Linked DNA regions of Mus musculus: all the other regions are linked to region 3. A link is a contact called in public Hi-C and HiChIP or PLAC-seq data. All regions are on one chromosome and are shown on one strand. The core of a region is the stretch at or near the end of the contact, and the rest is flanking DNA. Distances in the headings are between cores, read along the strand shown. Region 1 has its middle 42 kb from the start of Gm29944. Region 2 has its middle 71 kb from the start of Gm29862. Region 3 holds the start of Lrig3 (leucine-rich repeats and immunoglobulin-like domains 3).

Region 1 (2,700 bases), core at 22-2,521, 69 kb before region 3:
GCTCAGATTCAGAGAGAGACACTGTCTCAAAACAATAACGTGAAGAGCAATAGAGGAGGGTACCAATGTCAACCTCTGACCTCCAAATGCACATGTGCATGCACAGGCATGCACACACACACATACTCAAACATAGTTACACACACTCACACACTCACTTACACATACTCACACACATTCAAACACACACTCACAAACACTCATATTCGTGTCACCCATACAAACTCAAAAAAAACCAAAAAACAAAAAACAAACAAACAAAAAAAAACCCACAGTTGTCCAATCTACTTTCTGAGGACTAGGAATTAGAGGGCAAATTAGGCAAAATGGCCTCCTTCCCAGTTCCCATCCTGCCAGTTCAGCACCATAGTCTTGCTATGCTGAGGACAGACTAACAGTATTCCCCACATTCTAGCTCCTATTCCCGCCCAGCTCTTACAGTGTTCTCTGTGAAGAAGGAAAGGCAAGTAAGGGCGATTTTCATATGTACGACATCCTTAGTCACATGATTTGAAAACTGATCACACACTTTTTTAAAATTATTATTATAAATGAGAGTTCCATCCGATGTCAGATGTTAAGAAACGCTTAAAGCCAGCAATGACTGAAAACCTCCAGGGCCTTTTTGTACACTTAGGGCCATTCAGTCAGGAGAACAAAGGGAAGGAATCTGTCTCACCTCACCAGGGAAGCATGGAAGCAGAGGGCATCCTGCCTCCTTTTGAGAGGGTAGAATTTCAAAGGCTTAGAAGTTGGTAGGAAGGAGTGGGGTAGGGAAGAGGTGCCAACCGATACCACTGAAGTTAATTGGGAATTTGAGAAGGTGGAGATGAGAAAATGTACTGTTTAGTTATTCACCCATCCATTTAAATTTTGATGACACATTTTATCGCTCTACTCTAAATAGGATTGGCTAATTTGCATAATATGGTGCTGTGAGCATGAGTGAATGAGTAGTTTTCATGCATTGCATGCACACTAACATACATGCGCATGCATGTGTTTGCATGTGGCTATATTTTTGTAGTCAGATGAGATGCACACCCTGAAGCGCAGTATTTGGATACGGTACTGGATTTGAGGTGATATCATCCTCACAAAAATTTCCTTTCAATTTTGACGATTTTAGTTTTGAGGTTCTGTACCTCCATTTGGATTCAGTCTAGAAATCGGTGTGTCTCATTTCCTTAAGAGTAGAGCATAGTTGCGATGCAGTGTGCCTGGAGTTATAAATGGTATCTGTAACACTAATTATCTCAGGGAGGGGATGGTTGCTGTCCATGATGAGGCAACAGCAGCTGCAGTGTGTTTGAAACCAGAGCACAGGGGCTGGAGGGCTGGAGGGGACAGGCGGCATGCTTCATTTGCTTAGAAAACAACTCAGTTGTGCAGCAGTTCTGTTAGAATATGATCTTAACAAGTTAAAGTCAAGTTGAAATCATTTGGAATTCCTCCCCTCCCCAACAAGGAAATGTTCTGCTAACACACTACCGATGTAGATCATGCAGCTGAATCATTGCTAAGCAGATATCAGGGTTATGTGACTTGTATCGAACACTATAACATTTCTGAGGGTTTTACATTTCTAAAAGTCCTCCCCCGTGCAAAGTGATAATGTTTTGTAGCTAAAATGCAAGATCAATTGACTTGAGACAAAAGGATTTCATAAACAAAATGACAATCCTTTTTATTGGGCATATCCCGTGGTGTGACTTGGAGAATTAAATACTGTAAGTCACTTAAGGCTATTTTGAGTCTGTCCTTTGGAATTTAATGAGTTTCTACTTTAGGCTGCATCTGTATCACAGCACTCTCCCTGGTTTATAATAAAGTAAGAATCTCTGTGATTCTAAGGGGATGCATTGAATATCTTTGTCTGTCTGTCTGCAGGTGCTTATTAAGTGCTGCATATACTAGTGATTCAAGGACTGTGCCTAGTGAGAGAGCAATCACTATGTCTTTTATGCTCAGTTTCTTTATAACTACTATATTTCCACAAAGAAAGCCATACATCTTATACAGATATTCTGTCATCATTATGCCTGCATCTATTTACCAAGTGTTACCAAGCTTGTGTCAGGTGTCCTGTTATACTCTACCATCTAAATGGAACACTGGCCACACAGTTCTCATCAGTAGAAAGACCATCACAGACTTGGGGAGACACACATCAAAAATAACAGTTGAGATGCAAATGTGGAATTCGTTATAAAGCATGCAGACCATCCAAGGATCTTCTGGTTGATTTAAGTCTTGAGAGGAAAGTCAGAATGTTTCTTAAAGGGTCAGAGAAAGATGAATGATGACTGAGCTGGCCCTTAAAGAAGTAACGCAACTGTACCCATGGAAAATGCAGGGTGTAAAAATGATGTGGTATTTTAAAGAGTCTATTGCTGCAAAGCTATGCGAAGGTGGAGGAAATAGACAAAGCACCTCTTAAGTAGTGTATATTGAATAGAAAAATACAAATATATTCTTTATTCACCCTTTAAAATGTGGACAGGCTAAACATAACTTTGGAAAACTGAAAGAAAATCTCTTTGTAAAATCACATTTTTCAAATGAATGGAAAACAAGAAAGAATGAAGGCGGAGAGTGAGGAGGGAGGATGGCTTAGGAGGGGAGGCGAGAAGAGATGAGGGATGGAAGGAGAGGAGGGGAGGAGGCAGAGGAGAAGAGGGAAGAGAGAGAAGAAAGGAA
Region 2 (3,044 bases), core at 470-2,969, 120 kb before region 3:
ACTAGGAAGAGGGGAGAAGCCCAAATCTTGAGACACTGGGTTCATCAGAAGGAGGAGAGGTTGGCACTAGGAAAAGAAGCTCCTATGACCGAGGTAAAGGAAAAGAGCCACCCTAAAAGGGAAGGTCTAGCTCAGTACAGGGAAAACATTACAAGAGACACACAACGCACAAAACCATACACAAGAGGAGCAAAGACAGACGCTCACAGCGACACAGTAGGGCTGGAGAGAGTGTGTTCCTAGGCACAGTAGGGCTGGAGAGAGTGTGTTCCCAGATGGCTACAAAGAAGAGGCCATAAGGATTTAGATCTCCACAAGCCAACAGCAGTTATCCAGACAGGGAAAGATAGGACTTTCCCGGGGACATGGAGAGGAAGTCAACCTGAGACTCTCCCAGCTGATGGTGACTGGACTTCCTGGAGGGCCAGCACCCCCAGTTCCTAGTCTCAGGATTGCCACTCTACAAATCTCAGCAGAAATGCCAGAATTACCCAGTACAATTATTTCATTATCAGTTTCTATCTGGTCCACCATGCATCAACGAGAATTACTTGCGGCTTTCCTAACAGTTCGATTTCTTCTTTCTCTCTCGGAAAAACATTCAATCCGGCTGAGGGTATGGCTCAGTGGTTGAGGATGTACCCCTGCAGGACTGTACCCTGGATTCAGTCGGCAGCAATGGGAAAGCCAACAAAAACAAACGGACAAACAAACCCAGTCAATCTTTTTATTTGGTCAGGTTAAAAAAAAATCAGTATTTCATGCCTCCTGATGAAATTACAACCCTTTACATGATCCTAGTACTTAATCACTGTTAAATATAAACGTAAGTACCGAGGGCTCGGGTTGCACGTGTTTATTCTGAGGTCTCAATCTCTCATGTATTTATTTTCTCAGATTTCCCAGCTTAGGAATTGCAGGAGATAGACTCAGCCGCTCACCGCAAATTTAAGATTTGCCAGAGAACACCGTGGCCCTCTGAGGACTGATAGTTTTCTGGCTGACTGTTTGTGGACCTCGGTGTTAACCTCAGCAGTGCACCACAGGGGTGGGGGGCTCAGCTGCTGCCTGTTGCTTAGTTATTTGGGTGCTGGTCACGGTGGACAGTGGTGGTATGAGTTTGTAAAACTCTGTTCTAAATTATAAAAGCAAACACAAACCCAGTCCTTGGATCAACCTGTCCCTAGATCACATTACTTTTATCTCCATACAGGTTTTTCTCCCCTCCCCTCCCCTCCCCTCCCCTCCCCTCCCCTCCCCTCCCCTCCCCTCCCCTTCCTTTCCCTTCCCTTCCCTCCCCTCTTCTTTGCTTTACCAAACCAGCCTCACATAAGATTACTGATTAAATACTTAAAGTAAGAACAGGGGATCATTAGGTGCTAACAGCAGCTGACAAAAGAGACCTGCCTTAGACAGAGAGGGACACTATGGATAATTTCAACCAGTCTGTTTATTGTTCTGCCTGGTTTATGGTCTTCAGTCTGGGTGTATTAATAACGATCCTTCTGAATCACGGAGCACGTGTCTTGGGAGGATACAAAGCGTCCTCTCATACCTTCCCTTCGTTCGTTTCTGTAGCATCCCCACAAGACAGGAGGGTCAGGTATTCAGACAGGAAACCAAAGCGGCTGCTAAATGACTTTCCCGGGGACATTTGGTGAGCCACAGACAGAGCCATAACAAGAATGTGAGTCCCATGACACGGAGGTCAGGGCGGATGCCATCGGACTGGCGCTTTTCAAAGGATGATCTGTGAAGGCGACCGGCTTATCCAGGGGCTGGGGGCTCTGCAGCTGAGGTCAGCCGCCCCGCCAAGCGGCTTGCATGCACTCACTGTCTGGGAATTGACAGGAACTGTAACGATGCTGGTGTGAGGTCTCCCTTTAAAATGCGTTTAAAACCAGACCTCTCCTTGAACCCTCTTTCTGGGCTCTATTTCACTCCATTCTTCCTATGACCGACAGAACTGAGACCCGCAGGCTACAAAGCTGGCTTCTCTTCAAACTAACCACTTAAATATTGTTTCCAACACACAGTGGCTATAAATTAGTAGACACAGATCTTCTATTAGCAAATGTGTTCTTGAAGATCAGTTACTTATGCCTTCCCTTCAACTCTGACAGAGACTTGGTTCTTGCCCTCCAGTATCATTTTGGCGATACTTTTCCAAACCAGATGACTTCTTAGAAAACATACTAAAGGACTCAAAATTTAGGCAATAAAACAAATCACTTGTTCCAGTAAACAGCACCACTCCCGTGTGTGTACTCCTCAGTTTTAGAATCTAACTGCTTGAGTTCAAACCCAGAGCCCCAGAAAAATAAAAGTCTTAAAAAAAAATCAAGTAAACACACAAAACCCAAAATAAAACAGAGAGAGGTTAGCATGACAGAAAAAGATTCCGTGTTTTCACAGGAAGGTTCAGTCCACTTTGAAGAGGAACGGTAAGCATTTCGATAATTTGCATTGTATTTTTTTTAATCTCCTTTCCCCCTCAACTCTTTAAATCTGCATTCCTATCTCACTCCTAGCTCCAAATCTATTTTCTCATTGCCTGAGTGAAAATTTACATGTAGACCGTTGCTGTGTGTTAAACTCTGTAGGTCCAAATTAACTCCATGCTACTTCAAAGTTTAATGGTCACCTTGTATCCCAGGACTAAAGCACGTTTATCGTGGAACTTCCTGCAACAGACAGACGGACAGACAGACACTCTGTGCTCGCTAACTTCCCATTGGTTGACTCATTCATTAAAGAGTTCATTCAAGAATCCCCTGGCACATCTAAAAGACACCAGAAATAAGCCAGTGAGAAATAGCAGCTGTAGACCAAGTACTACACCCTGGTTCTGATCTTCTCCGAGTGACCACATGCAGTTCACAGGGCCTCTGTTCTGGGATGTTCCTCCTGGCCTTCAGCAGCCATGTGAACTAGGATCCTCTCCACCAGAAGACTCAGTGACCTCCCACAGTGACTTCCCTCTGTAGCCAGAGAGGACAGTGTTAGAGAACAGGGTTTGTACGTGTGACTGGAGAGCCGGGGCT
Region 3 (2,761 bases), core at 183-2,682:
GTGCCAACTTCAGAGTCTTTTATTTCCCCATGAATGGCCGTGCTTACACAGGTGAACGCTACAGTGCAAGTCAATGGTCATGGGGTTAAAGTCTCAATTCCATCAGCTATCTCATCCTGCATCAACTAGCTGATTAAGTAACCCAAGTCACAGACATGCTTGGGCAGATACCATGCAGCCAACAACCTACAGAAACAGAGCCTTAAAATTAGTTTATGTCACCCTACAAAATGTTAGGTATCTCTTTGGGACCTATTTTCCCTGAGGTGTTAGCAGATCAACTCTGAGGTCTCCATTATTTTCAACACCTTGCTACCCAGGTTACAGGCTGAGTACATCCAGACAGACTTCAGGGGTGCCTGGTATTTTGGTTCTACCTCCTCCCTCAATATACCCCACAGACAGATAAGCTTATTTAAGTCTGGTAGACTTTTCAGTCAAGAATGTCATCATTCAAAAGGCAGGTAGACTAAGGTAAGTGTGTGTGTGTGTGTGTGTGTGTGTGTGTGTAAGCATGTGTGTGCATGTGCACGTGTGTTTGTGCGTGCGTTCGTGTGTGCATGCGCACGTGTGCTTTTTCTTTCAAGGTCTTAGCATATATTAGTGTGGTTGCTTTTATTCTTCTTAGCTACTATTGTTTGGAATCTGATTGCCAACTTGGATTTATTAATTTATTATTTAGTTTATTAATTTATTTAGTTATTTATTAATTTATTATCATTCCCTCCAGCTCCATCTATTATAAACCAAGCTCCCATATCCCAAACCATGTCCTTTGTCCATCCATCTAGCCATCCATCCATGTGCACATACGTTTGAGACAGGGTCTCACTGTGTTGTCCTGGCCGGCCCGAAACTCATAGGTCTGCCTGCCTCTTCCATACAGTGCTGGGTTGCCAGGCTATACATATACATCATATACAAATACGCATACATATACATTATATATGTCCAATTTATGGGCATAAAAGACCTCACTGGCACCGATATTAATTTTTTTTATGAAAGCCACTGTTTCATTCGCCAACAATATAATAATCGACACAGTTCTCTCGCTAGGAATTGAAAGGCCTTGGAACACTGCAACTACTTTAACTGTACTCTCTAAAGTTTCCCTTAAGTAACTGCAGCTCAGAGCACCAGCCGGCTCAGTCCTTCGCTGGCTCGCTCCTTCGCTGGCTCGCTCTTGCCCTCCCATTCCATCTGATCTATGGTTCTCAGGACATAGCGGAGACTGCTGGCTGCAGACGCTGGAAAATGTAACTCGGAATTTCCTACAATCTCAGCTCCACTTTCTCCCGGGCGCCGGCTCGGGGCTGGAGCCTTGTTATTGTCACGTGGCCGCGGGTGCCAGGCGGGCCAATGGGCGCGCGCCCGCCTTCTCGCCCCGCCTCGCCGTTCCGCCGCGCCGGGACATCGCGCCCCGCCGCCCGCCGCAGGCGGAAAAGTTTCTCGGCGTGCCATCCCGTTCTCGGACGCCGCTCGGGCTGCCTTCACCGTGGCTGCCGGTCCTCCGCTGCTGGCTCTCCCGCTGTGCAGGGGCATGCGAGGCCTTCAGTGCGGGGACTGAGCCACCAGGAGCACGAGGCGGCGATCGGCGTGTCCAGCCCGGTCTGGGAGTCGGTGCTTTTGGGGGTGCGCGAGGTTGTAGAGCTCCGGGCCGAACCGGAGGCGGCGGGGCGCGCGGCGATGGGTGCTCCCGGACTCCGAGCGGCCACCGCGGCGCTGGGACTGCTGCTGTGCGCGGGGCTGGGGCGCGCGGGCCCGGCGGGAAGCGGAGGCCACGGGGCTCCCGGGCAGCTCTTGGACGACGATGCGCAGCGCCCGTGTCCAGCCGCCTGCCACTGCCTCGGGGACCTGCTGGACTGCAGCCGGCGGCGGCTGGTTCGCCTTCCCGATCCTCTCCCGGCCTGGGTCACACGGCTGTGAGTATCAGTATCATTCCGGTGGGGTGAAGGAGACCGGCCCGCCAGGGGTGCGAGACCAGAAGAGTCCGCCTAGGCCCGGGGCTCAGAGCGCACTATACAGCGCCCAGGCCGCTACCGGAGCCCTGTGGGGGGACTCAGTCTCCCTCTGCATCCGCGCAGGTGGGTTCTTGAGTCGCCACTCCTAGGCCAGCAGACCCGACGCCTGCGATTGGGAGCCAGTCTGCGAGACACTGTATTTTGCAAGTTTTCTTCTGAGTTTATGTAGGAAACTGGCCCAACTGTAGCTTCTCAGGGGTTAGTTAGGGTCCCTAGACGGTCACTGCAGGCGCGCCTTTCTCTTATAACCCCCCTTGCTCAAGCAAAGCCGCACAGACTTTTTCTCTCCGCAGTGCTTAATTTCACATTAGCAGACCATCAGCCTCGCTCCCGGGCCACTTTGAAATGCGTCTGCGTCTTGGTTACTGTGAGAAGTTGGGTGCGAAGACTGATCGGGTAGATTAAGCAAAGGAAGTAGGTTTTCACAACCGAGATCTGGGCAAGTTTAGAGCCTGCGCTGAGTGCTGTTTGGCGGATTTTAGCTGGGAAGCCAGAAACCCCGAAGTCACTGCCAACTGTGTGGATAGAACACGGAAGAAAATATAATTTACTTGGAAATGCGAGTCCTTACAAATGTCAGCTCTCTTTATTCTCTCCCAACCCCTAATTTTGTTAAAATTGGAGGGGGCGTTTAAGCCATAAGCAAAAAAGCAAAAGTTGCACTTAAAAAAAAAAGAAGTTGTCCCGTTTAAAAGAAATCAAATCACTTCATACTTAAAGATTCTGAAATTTAGGCC

Evidence for each region. Hi-C and Micro-C count contacts between places; a contact is called where the count stands out from the background. HiChIP or PLAC-seq counts read pairs in DNA pulled down with a chosen protein or histone mark.
Region 1: a contact with region 3 is called in a Hi-C map of nephron progenitors, with 2.3 times the contacts expected there. The contact joins the enhancer-like site here to the promoter of Lrig3 in region 3. A contact is called at or near these places in 3 of 39 promoter capture datasets (the 3T3-L1 cell line and liver), 1 of 15 datasets of contacts at CTCF or cohesin (the NIH/3T3 cell line), 3 of 484 Hi-C or Micro-C datasets (embryonic stem cells and nephron progenitors), 3 of 115 datasets of contacts at active chromatin or transcription factors (craniofacial prominence and embryonic stem cells) and 1 of 9 other capture datasets (pancreatic islet).
Region 2: a contact with region 3 is called in an H3K4me3 HiChIP or PLAC-seq map of craniofacial prominence, with 2.9 times the contacts expected there. The contact joins the enhancer-like site here to the promoter of Lrig3 in region 3. A contact is called at or near these places in 4 of 39 promoter capture datasets (the 3T3-L1 cell line, hippocampal neurons and liver), 11 of 484 Hi-C or Micro-C datasets (embryonic fibroblasts, embryonic stem cells, nephron progenitors and 2 more) and 6 of 115 datasets of contacts at active chromatin or transcription factors (craniofacial prominence, embryonic forebrain, embryonic limb bud and 2 more).

The regions. Positions count from the first base shown.
Region 1 is chr10:125,895,535-125,898,234 of GRCm38.p6, forward strand. No RefSeq gene overlaps it. Among named protein-coding and RNA genes, the nearest start is that of Gm29944, 42 kb to the right of the region's middle. Within about 2 kb of position 1,272, at least 6 of the 459 cell types and tissues checked have an H3K27ac peak or open chromatin away from gene starts, as enhancers often do. A contact at or near this core is called in nephron progenitors, where this site is marked.
Region 2 is chr10:125,843,607-125,846,650 of GRCm38.p6, forward strand. No RefSeq gene overlaps it. Among named protein-coding and RNA genes, the nearest start is that of Gm29862, 71 kb to the left of the region's middle. Within about 2 kb of position 1,720, at least 38 of the 459 cell types and tissues checked have an H3K27ac peak or open chromatin away from gene starts, as enhancers often do. A contact at or near this core is called in craniofacial prominence, nephron progenitors and uterus, where this site is marked.
Region 3 is chr10:125,964,787-125,967,547 of GRCm38.p6, forward strand. It overlaps Lrig3 (leucine-rich repeats and immunoglobulin-like domains 3), which reads left to right and starts at 1,433. Exons shown (of 19, transcript NM_177152.5): 1 at 1,433-1,925. The coding sequence starts at 1,690.